Regions from separate parts of the Gossypium hirsutum genome. Here regions 1 and 2 are each linked to region 3. Evidence: chromatin contacts called from public Hi-C data. All regions are on one chromosome and are shown on one strand. Each heading gives the region's core, a stretch centred on a gene start, on an enhancer-like site or on the middle of the called end of the contact. The rest is flanking DNA. Distances are from core to core; before and after follow the strand shown.

Region 1 (3,600 bases), core at 298-2,797, 670 kb after region 3:
TATTTCTGGGGAAATAAAAAAATTTAAGTATAAACCAAATTCAAAACTTAAAATAATATAATAATTATAATTAATATTAAATTATATTTAAATAAAATTATTGATATTTATTTCTCTATTTTTATTAATCAATGGTAATATATCATTTTATTATTTATGATGATGCATAAATTTATGCACTGAAAATGCATCGAATATTATTCGTAAATTTAAACCCATAATCATATAACCAAAGACAACATAGGATACCATAATCATGAAAATTGATAAATATTAATATATAACTCATGAAATTTTAAAATTAAAATGGTGAGTTTTTTTGTTTATTTTTTGTCAATAAAAAATCTTGAAAAAACACAATTTCCAAAATCGAACTAACGACTTGGGCTTAGTTTAACATTGCTTCTAAGAAATATTTTTGGAGCAAAAAGCACCTTTGAGCAAAAAGTAAAACTTTTTGCTTGTGCTTTTGGCTAAAAAAAAGCTTTTGCAAAGTATTTTTTTACCCCAAAAAGTATTTTTAAAAAGCTCAAAAGCACATTGTTTAACGATGCTTTTATTTTAAAAGCATTTTTTACCTCAAAAATATTTCTTACAAATAATGCTAAACTGACCATTTCACGAGATTATCAATTTATTTAATTATTAATATAAAAAATTATATTATATGGATTAGGGTAGGTGCAATCAGTGGATTTTCAATTCTTTCTGATTTTTTGTTTCTTTTCTTTTATTTTTAAAAATGAACTATAGAGCTGTACCATATAAGTACGTGGATATAACGTATCCGTTAGATGAATCTTTTGAATTTTAATATTATAATTATAATTAGTACGATCGTTGATAGAATATTAATTTTTTCTTTAAAGAAAATACGAAAGTTAGAATAAAAAATATTAATAATTGTTTGGTGGGATGCTAATAATATTATATTTTCTTTCGAATTTTGAAGATAATATTATTAGAAATTAAGAACAATTGTTATTTTCGAATATGAAATAGAAAAACCTTTGAAAAAGAATAAAGCAATTGCAGACAAACTGGTTGTGTTTTAAAAAGAATGAGTAGCGGAGTATGTGGCATGTAACACAAAATAAAAGAAGATAACAAAAAGAAATGATGGCTTTTGGCTTTGGATATGCACTGTTCGTCCAATAAAGTCGTTTTCGACTGTATTAAGATAAACATGAGAATGGTGAGCGCATAATGTTGTGAGGCAAAAAGGCCGACTATGCGACACCAACTTTGACGTAAATTTTGTGGTCCAAATCGATTTGAAATATTATTATGTTGGCTGTATTATCTTGGTCTTTAATAATATTCACCAATCATGGAGGGGTCAATAGTAAGGGTTTTTTTTTATTTAATAGCTAGCATACGTTTAGATTTTGGCAACGCAATGAATAATAGAAAGTGGTGGCGCAAGTGACTGAGAAATGAGAATTATGGGCCCTCCCTCCATTTTCTGTATGCTAATGCTTGGCATTGGTCGGTCACCAACCATGTAAAGCTTGTGCAAATCACTCCCAATTGCCTTGCCTGTCTGATTATGCATTATATTTCACTATCACTTACACTGTAGCCACCCACTCATGGGCTCCATCGTCAGTACGATTAACCATTTCTTTAATTGGATGCAATGGCTAGGGCTGTCCATTTGAAGTGCAGCTACTGTAAAACTAAAAGGATTGTCACTGTCATGCTTCACCCCATTTCACATTTTTAACATTTTTTGTCATTATCTATTTTGTAAATTTAACACTACAATTATTTTTATGAATCTAAACATTAACATTCTATATCTTCCGACTACACGTAGTAGTACTAGCTTTTTTTTCCCTTTCCAATCGCATTCTATAACCAATTTATTTTAGGAATTCGTTGATTTTTAGATGTATGTTGAGTTGCAACTGGACTTATTAACTGATAACCTAAAAGTAAAAGATGGAAACAGAAGTTTAGTTATGTAGTTTGAAAACTCAAGTTTGCAAGGCTTTATCTAGAGAGTAATCCATTATAATTCTTATTGTGCAAAAACTTCATTTAAATTCAATTTACTTAACAAATTGCAACCTCACTCTTATAATAATTTAGATCACTTTCCCTAATAAAACTTTCCTCTTAAAAGCTTAGTTGCAAACCAGACAATAAGAACAATTATAACAGTTTTGCATTAAAATAAGTTGCTCACACAAACAAAAGATAATTAAATCCTCTCAATCCCACACATAAAACCAATGACAAACCTTCTTTTAATAAACATTTATTGGCTTGCAAATCTATAATCAATTTGAATCTATATCTTCTTCCATTCAATTTGATAATCTTCAATATGAAATAGAATTAGCAAAGATATTCATGATATAGCCTTATAAGAAAAACATACATATTCAAATAACAAAACTTGATCACATTATTAAAGGCTACACTATATTTTATATTTTTACTTATAGAGTTTAAATTTTTTTTACAAAAAGTTAACATTTGTTACATTATAAATAAAACTTTTAAACTCTATAAGTAAAAAAATTATAAAATATAAAATGAGTATGGTAAAATATTAAAAAAAAAAATTTAAAAAATTACTAATAGTTGAGTGATCATTTTGTAAGTTTTTATAATTCGATAGCCAAAAAATCATAGTTAAGTGACTACTAATGTAATTTAATCTAGATATAAAAATATGAAAAATAATTATTATATTTTATGTATATTATATATTTCTATAAAAAAAACTTATTTAACATAATTATATACTATATTTAAATAGATTATCTATCTAGTCAAAATACATTTGAAATAAATTTATCAACATTCATTAGATGATGAAAATTAAATTAAAATTAGGATTAAAAAATTAATGAGTATAGTAAAATATTAAAATAAATAAATATTTAAAAAAGATATATCAATTTTTTAAAATTACAAAAAAATATACTATTTGAGTACCAAATACTCACCATTTATTTATTAATCAAACATTTATAATATAAAATTAAAAAAATTAAAAGTATAACTTCTAAATTTAAATAATAGAAAATTATTTTAAAAATTGGAATTGCATGGATATTAACTTCAAACATTTAAAATTGAATAGAAGATTATTGCATGTACAAGTTTTATATGTGCAATTTATTCTTTTTTTAATAGTCCTTTTGTATATGCTAACAATTCTAAAATGCAACAAGATTAAAGATCTCAAAAGATAATTTTATAATATGATAAAATGTTAACTAAATATAAAAAAAATAGAAATTGTTTTGTAAAAAAATTATAAAATATAGTATAGCCTTTAATCTTATGTTGTTAGTTAAAAGAGGAAGGAATCTCACATTGCTTAGGAACAACCTGCAAACCTATTCATGAGTCTATATATATGGCTCATTTTTCACATTATTTAAGAAAACAAAGGAAATAAGACTTTGGGTCTATATAAAGATTTGCTTTGTAAGTTTTATTTCCATATTAATTAGTGATACCTTAAAATAAAAAAAATGGTGTTGCCACTTTGGGTCTTAATAAAGGCTTATTCTTGTAAATTTTTAAAAAAAATGGTCTATTTTTATAAATTTTTTTAAAAATGACATTTTTTGAAAATTT
Region 2 (3,400 bases), core at 755-3,254, 740 kb after region 3:
TGCTAGTAAAGCCGTGCTATACACAAGTCATACACCCAACATATCAGCTATCGGCTCGATCATCTTTAGAACATAATCCTCCACTTATATCAAAGCACATGAGTTACATACGTATGGTCGGTGGCTAACTCAGGATTTAGGTAAATCACACCATGAATGTCACAAGTGAATTAATTCACAAACGGATTAAAATTTAATTCATCCTGGATCCAGTCTAATGTATCATTCTACCAATGAATACATTTATGTCTCCACCCGTGGAATCAACTGCTCTGATAGCTAAGACTAGCCATCTCCTCAATTGAAATTGTAGATGACATAATAATCCTTCTCAATATTTGAATCAAATGCTCACTTTGATTCTTTTACTGAATTACAAACTCGTTTAGATTATCTATCGAAGTAAGTTGTCTTTCTCGTAATGTAAACATTCTTACAATGTCACTTATCATCAGTTTAATTTTAGACAATCAATGAACTAATATTTTATTGTTACAATTTCGCTATGCATACAAAATATGAAAGAAAGAAATACCAAATACAAAACAGTGAAATGTGAAATTTATTTATTCATCGTTCAAATACATAGAAAACAATTACATGTTTACTACATTATGAACACATTTCCTAATAAGAGTTCTTTTGTGTAAGGAGCCGAGAGGAAGATAATTTGTATATATTTTTTACTTTGTGCTCTCAGTCTCGACATCAAACTCTTTTCTTTTTCTCTTGACAGTGTCGACACCTTACCAGAGGAAGATAATTTCTTAGCAAGACATACAAATCGAAATGCAAAAAAGTCATTAACCTAATTTGTATGGGTATGGGCCAAATCAATTAATTCTGTAATTTGACTTTAAAGCCCATATTGAGCTTCTAAATTTAGTCTTTTAAGGCCCATCATACATTAATATTTAATTATTATTATTAAAGTTATATAATTAAAAACTGAAAAAATACTTTGTTAATATAAAATATAACCTTATGGTTTTAGGGGGCAAATGTTATACAATGTGGTATCAAATTAAAATACATGATAATTTATATGTAAAATTAAAAAATATGAAAATTCCAAGGGGGCGACTGCCCCCAAGATCCATCCTTGTACATATACATGTGAAAACCACGTATTTAGAATGCATACATGTGTTTAAAAATACCATACAATAAACAATAAAATGTATGATTTGAGACTAATTAAGAATAACACATGAAATATATACAATATTAAAATAAAAAATTAAATTAAATTGTAAGTAAAATAAAATTTATTTAAACACATGAATACATTATATAAAGATTAATAAATGAATACAATTATTTATCAATGTGTTGTCATCAATTCTAAGTTGGTGTCGAGTTAATTTGTGACATCATTTCAATCAACAATATTATTAATATAATATATACAATTGATTGAGGTAATAAAATATGCATAATAAAATTCAAATGAATGAAATTATTAAAAGAAAATTTTAGTTGAGTTGTAAATTTTAGGTTTTGCTAATCCAACTTACTTGAATTCAAATCCTTCGTATGTGTATTTTTATTAATTTTTTTAAAATTAAAAAAATTAAAAAATCCTCAAATAACATAAATTATTTTAAGTAAAAAAATATTAAAATAATTTTTCTTCGAATCCCTTTAGATTAGCGTTTTATTCTAGTGTGATATATTTAACTTTCTTTTTGTCTCACGATATAGTATTACTACAACATCTAATATTACTGCCATTACTATTTTTACATTAATCACAGATAAATGTACCGTCTATCTAAAAACACCTAAACTTGATTGATGGGTGATGTACCCAACTCGAAACTTATAAATAAATAGTATAGATATAAATATTTAAAATTTATATAACATGAATTATTTATATATGTTAACTTAAATGATAATATAAAATGAAAAAGACAGGTCAACATAATAGCTTATGCAGATATGGTGGCTGCTGTTAGTTTTATAGTATTAATAAATAGAATGGTTTTATTCAAATAAATAATTAAATAAATAAAATGGTTTTATGAGAGGGTTTTTCTTTTGGTTTTTTGTGCTTGCAGACAAGTAGAAAAGTAAAAAGGATGTTGTAATTTCCTATTAAATTTCTGTATTTTGTTTTTCAACCATTTATCAAGAAAAAGGGAGAGAGAGAGAGAGAGAAAGAAAATGGAAGCTAGAAATTTTGGTAAAAGATAAACACAACAACTCCTCCCCTTTCTCTCTCTTTCTTGCTTCTGCCAATAATTTTAGATCGAATCCCAAACGTAACTCTATTCTCTTTTGTGTTTTTTATTAGATTATTTTTTTGTTTCGTTTCTTAGAAGGAAAAAAAAAGTCATTTATAAAGTCAAGTGTTTGGGAACTTTGGGTTGTTTACGAAAAAGAACATGAGCAAAGAGATTGTAAAGGAAGAAGCGCCTTCGTCGTCCCCTGTTGTTTCGGGTAGCTTTGCTTCTCTGAGAAGCGTCCGATGGCGTATTAGTCTCAGTATTTTGCCTTCTTCTTCTTCAGTTGATGATCTTCGCAGGGTAACTGCTGATTCTCGCCGAAGGTGATTTTTTTTCCTTGATAAAAATTCTAGTATTTGATGTATTTTTGGTTTTCTTTCCTTGTAAAGATTACCAGATTTATTATTATTATTTAATTTCAAATCCGGAATTTTTTTTTAACCCCTATTTTGATTTTTTTGTACAACACTCGAGCTGATTCTAGGTTAAAATTTACCCCCCAAAAAGAGAGAAGACAACTGTCTTTCTTTTTTCCTATTCCTATAACTTCTTTTTCTTGTTCAAAGTAGTTCTAAATTTTGCTCATTAAATTGCAATTGAGTTGTTTTTTTTTTTCGTTTTTCATTTTTCTTGGAGTTAAAAACCAACAGTTATGGCCTCAAATCTCTGGTTTTATTGTAATTTAGATATGCTGGGTTGAGAAGGTGGCTGCTAGTGGATCCACATGTTCCAAAGGATGGAAGAAGTAAATCCCCTGATCTTGTCATGGACAATCCACTCTCTCAAAACCCAGGTAATTGCCAATGGTTCTTATTATTTTTCTTCATTATATTGGTTACCTATTTGTATTGTTGATTCATCAGTTTTTGTTTTAATAAGTAGTGCTATGTTTACCTCGCTATATTATCTTGATTCACGTTGAACTTATGTAGAAAGTGTTTATGGGTCCAATGTTCGTTTCAGTTCCACAAATAGGAGGCAAATCTCTTTGCCTCCTTTTCGACCCCATCCTGGTTGATTGGTTGGTTGGTTTTGAAGCCAGGATTTGGAACTCGTCTTTGTCAATGGAAAATGTTCCATTAAACTCTCCAATACGTTAGGAATATTCTTCTTTGAGAAACTTTATGTTGTTTCATCAAACAACATAATATACTCCCCTCTCTTTTAAA
Region 3 (3,429 bases), core at 369-2,868:
CATTTCAGCATATATAATTAATATTTATCTAAAATTTACAACGTCTATTTGCTTATAAACTTACCTTGGACAACGATAATCGAAACGGAACGATTAGTCAACGGCTTTAGTCTTCCCCCGATCCAAGTCCGATTTCTTTAATTCTTGATCTTAAATCAAGCTTCAAAGATGGCCGAATAGCTTGGTTGTTCTTCTTTTCTTTTCTTTTCTTAGTTTCGGTAAGATGATAATGAAATAAAAGATGATAGTGGCTTTTATTTGTTTAATTATAATATTATAATATAATATATATTATAACCTTTATAAATAATATAAAAACTATATATTATACACATAATGCCGTCCACTATCTTTTTAATGGTCAAATTGCAAAATAAAACCTCCATATTAAAAGAATAACCACTATTCAGCCCTTTTAAAAATAACCATTAAATTTTTATTTTACGCGATTTAATCCTTTTATTTAATCTGACACTCAAACGACGAAATTAAAGCACAAAATTTTCACACTAGTAAATTCACACATAATAAACACAGAAAATAATATTAAAATATTTTTTTTGACTCAGACTTGTAGTCCCAAAACCACTATGTTCGATTAGAGTCGAAATCGGGCTGTTACATGATGTATGTTTCAGTGACCATTTTGGTATGTTTGTATATGACTTTGGCATGTGGTCATGGTGGTAAGTTTTGTTAGAAAATTACATGAGAAATGTATGGTTGGTTAATGGCTAAAATTATGCAATGTGTAAGCATGTTTGGTGTTTGTGATTGAGGTGCCTTTGGACATATTGGTTGTATGGATAGATACCATATTGATTTAACTCCATTATGCATGTTTTAGGTACATTTTTGAATGCTTGAAATATGTACAAACGGTTTGTATGTGTGAGCATGATTAGGTTGAAGGAAATGACTTGAAAATGACCTATTTCCCCTCCACACGGCCTAAGACACGGGCATGCGTCTCAGCTGTGTATGACACACGGTCACGTGTAAGTTTTTTTTAGGTTGCATTTCGAGAGTTACACGGCCTAACACAAGGGCGTGTGGCTTGGACGTGTGAACCAAGTCAAAGAGTTATACGGTCAAGGACACGGCCATGTATTCCAACTTCGGATGCCTACACAGCCTGAGATACGGGCGTGTGTCTCAGCCGTGTGAGTCACACGGCTTGACCATACGGCTGTGTGACCCCTGTAGTATGAATTTTTCTATCTTTTTCCATGAAGTTCTAAATATTTTTGATTTAGTCCCGAATCATTTCTAAAGTATTTCTAAGGCCTCGGGGGCTCGAAAATGGGACGTTATGCAAGTGTGTGCATGGACTATGATATGACTTATGAAATGTTTAAGAACGGATGTTTTTATGTTAAAAGTTTTCGGTAATGTTCCATAACACTATTTTGACGATAGATACGGGTTAGGGGTGTTACAGGTTCTGTGCCTAAAGGGAGTTCTAATGTTCTCAAGCCTGTGAATAGTGGTAATGAACGGAAGCCTTTAGTTTTCAATGATGGGTCGATCATGGGCCATAGAGCTGGGGCAGGTGTTGTGGATCCTTTTTTCTTTTAGTTTAGTACAAATTTCTAGAGGTTTAGATAAAAAGAAAAATAAAGCTATCCAGCAGCTTCAGCTGAAAAAACATACACGAGGCATGGAGAAAAGCAGTTGAGCAGTATTTGTGAGAATGGCAGTGCGATTTTGAATGGTGAAGTTTCTGGTCAAAGGCCGATGGAGATGGGGAATTTTGAAAGGGTTCAACCTCCGAAGATTGTGATTGGACATCCAAGTTAGAATTTGGTTGAAATTGGAGAGGCAATAAAGGGGATTGTTGGGGTTATTGATCAGGAAATTAGGCTGGGGTGTTCATCAGGTGGGCTTTCTATGGCAAAGGAAGGAGTTGATGTGGAGGTAGCAGGTGCTTCTCAGGCAAATTGCTAACCTGATTTTTTTTTGGGTCTGTTCTTTAACCTTAATTTTTTTTTATGAAGATTAAAATGTGTTTCTGGAACTTCCAAGGTGTTTGCCATCCTAGATTTCATATTTTCGTAAGGTAGTATAATAGATAATTCTCTCCAAATTTATTGTCTGTTTGAAACGCGTATCAGTGGGTGTAGAGCTGATAGAATTCTTGGTAGGTTAGGATTTCAAAACTCTTTCAGATTGGAAGCCTTGGAGTTCTCGGGGGAATTTGTCTCCTTTGGAATGATTGTATTAATGTTGATCTCATTCAGGTTCACCATTAGGTCGTCCATATGAGGATTACACAGGGTTCTTCAGCCTTTCTTTGTTTTGTTGTTTATGCAAGTTCCTAGTTACAGAAAAGGCGTGATTTGTGGAGAGCGCTAGATGATTTTGCTTCTAATGTCTGTGAACCATGGATTCTAGTAGGTGATTTTAAGTTCATTTTAGATGGTCCGGAGAGACAAGATAGGGCAAGTAGAGAGGGCTTTAGTTGGGATTTGTTTAAAAGCTTCATCTTTAAATTTGGACACAAGGATATGGGATTTTTAGGGCCACATTTTACTTAGAACCGAGGGATGCTTTTCAAATACTTGATCGTACTATTTGTAATTTTTTGTGGGAGGTAGCTGCATCGAACCATTTTATAAGACATTTACATAGGTTAAAATTGGATCATCGGCCGATTTTGATTGCGCGTAGCCTTAGTTGTCCCAATGTTAATCGATGACCCTTTTGTTTCTTAGCTAGCTGGTTACTTCATTGAAAATTCAGGGATCTTATTTAGGAATATTAGAATCCAAATATTGAGGTGGGTTCGAACTTGGAGTTCTTGAAGTCCGTGCTACAAGATTGGAATAAAAATGTCTATGGGAATATTGTTGTTAGGAAGAAGGAACTAATTAGGGAACTGGAGCATATACAGAGAATCTTAGAGTTTCGATCTTCCCTACAGTTGTGCTCAAGAGAAACTGAAATTTGGAAGGAAATTGATATTGTACTTAAACATGAAGAAGTCCTTTGGTTTCAGAAATTTAGATCGGTTTGGTTGACAAATGGTGATAGAAACACCAAGTATTTTCACAGCCGTACGAGAGGTCGAAGAAAAGCCAATAGAATTGAGGGGCTAATAATAGGAGATGAAGGTTGGTGTTTTGATGATGACAAAATAAAACAACATGCTGTGAGTTTTTTTAAGACATTTATACGGCTAGTTCTAGGAATGCAGGATCCTTTCCTTGTTACGATATGTTTCTTTCTATTTCTTTGGATGACCGAGAACTTTTATCAATGAATGTGTCTCGTGAAGAAATTCACAAGGCGATTTTTAGTATGGCACCTTTGAATGCTCTTGGAATTGATGGGTTTCATGCAAAGTTCTACCAATCCCAATGGGACACAGTAGACGATTCTGTGTGTGATCTGATTTAGAAGGTTTTTCTAGGACAATGTCTTGATCTG

Evidence for each region. Hi-C and Micro-C count contacts between places; a contact is called where the count stands out from the background.
Region 1: a Hi-C map of leaf shows a contact between it and region 3, with 3 times the contacts expected there. The contact joins the enhancer-like site here to the promoter of LOC107897858 in region 3. A contact is called at or near these places in 2 of 34 Hi-C or Micro-C datasets (both in leaf).
Region 2: a Hi-C map of leaf shows a contact between it and region 3, with 2.6 times the contacts expected there. The contact joins the promoter of LOC107914001 here to the promoter of LOC107897858 in region 3. A contact is called at or near these places in 5 of 34 Hi-C or Micro-C datasets (callus, leaf and petal).

The regions. Positions count from the first base shown.
Region 1 is chrD08:15,592,843-15,596,442 of Gossypium_hirsutum_v2.1, reverse strand. No RefSeq gene overlaps it. Among protein-coding and RNA genes, the nearest start is that of LOC121220283, 57 kb to the right of the region's middle. Within about 2 kb of position 1,547, at least 3 of the 9 cell types and tissues checked have an H3K27ac peak or open chromatin away from gene starts, as enhancers often do. A contact at or near this core is called in leaf, where this site is marked.
Region 2 is chrD08:15,523,916-15,527,315 of Gossypium_hirsutum_v2.1, reverse strand. It overlaps LOC107914001, which reads left to right and starts at 2,004. Exons shown (of 5, transcript XM_016842703.2): 1 at 2,004-2,554; 2 at 2,918-3,024. The coding sequence starts at 2,391.
Region 3 is chrD08:16,259,712-16,263,140 of Gossypium_hirsutum_v2.1, reverse strand. It overlaps LOC107897858, which reads left to right and starts at 1,618. Exons shown (of 3, transcript XM_041099937.1): 1 at 1,618-1,963.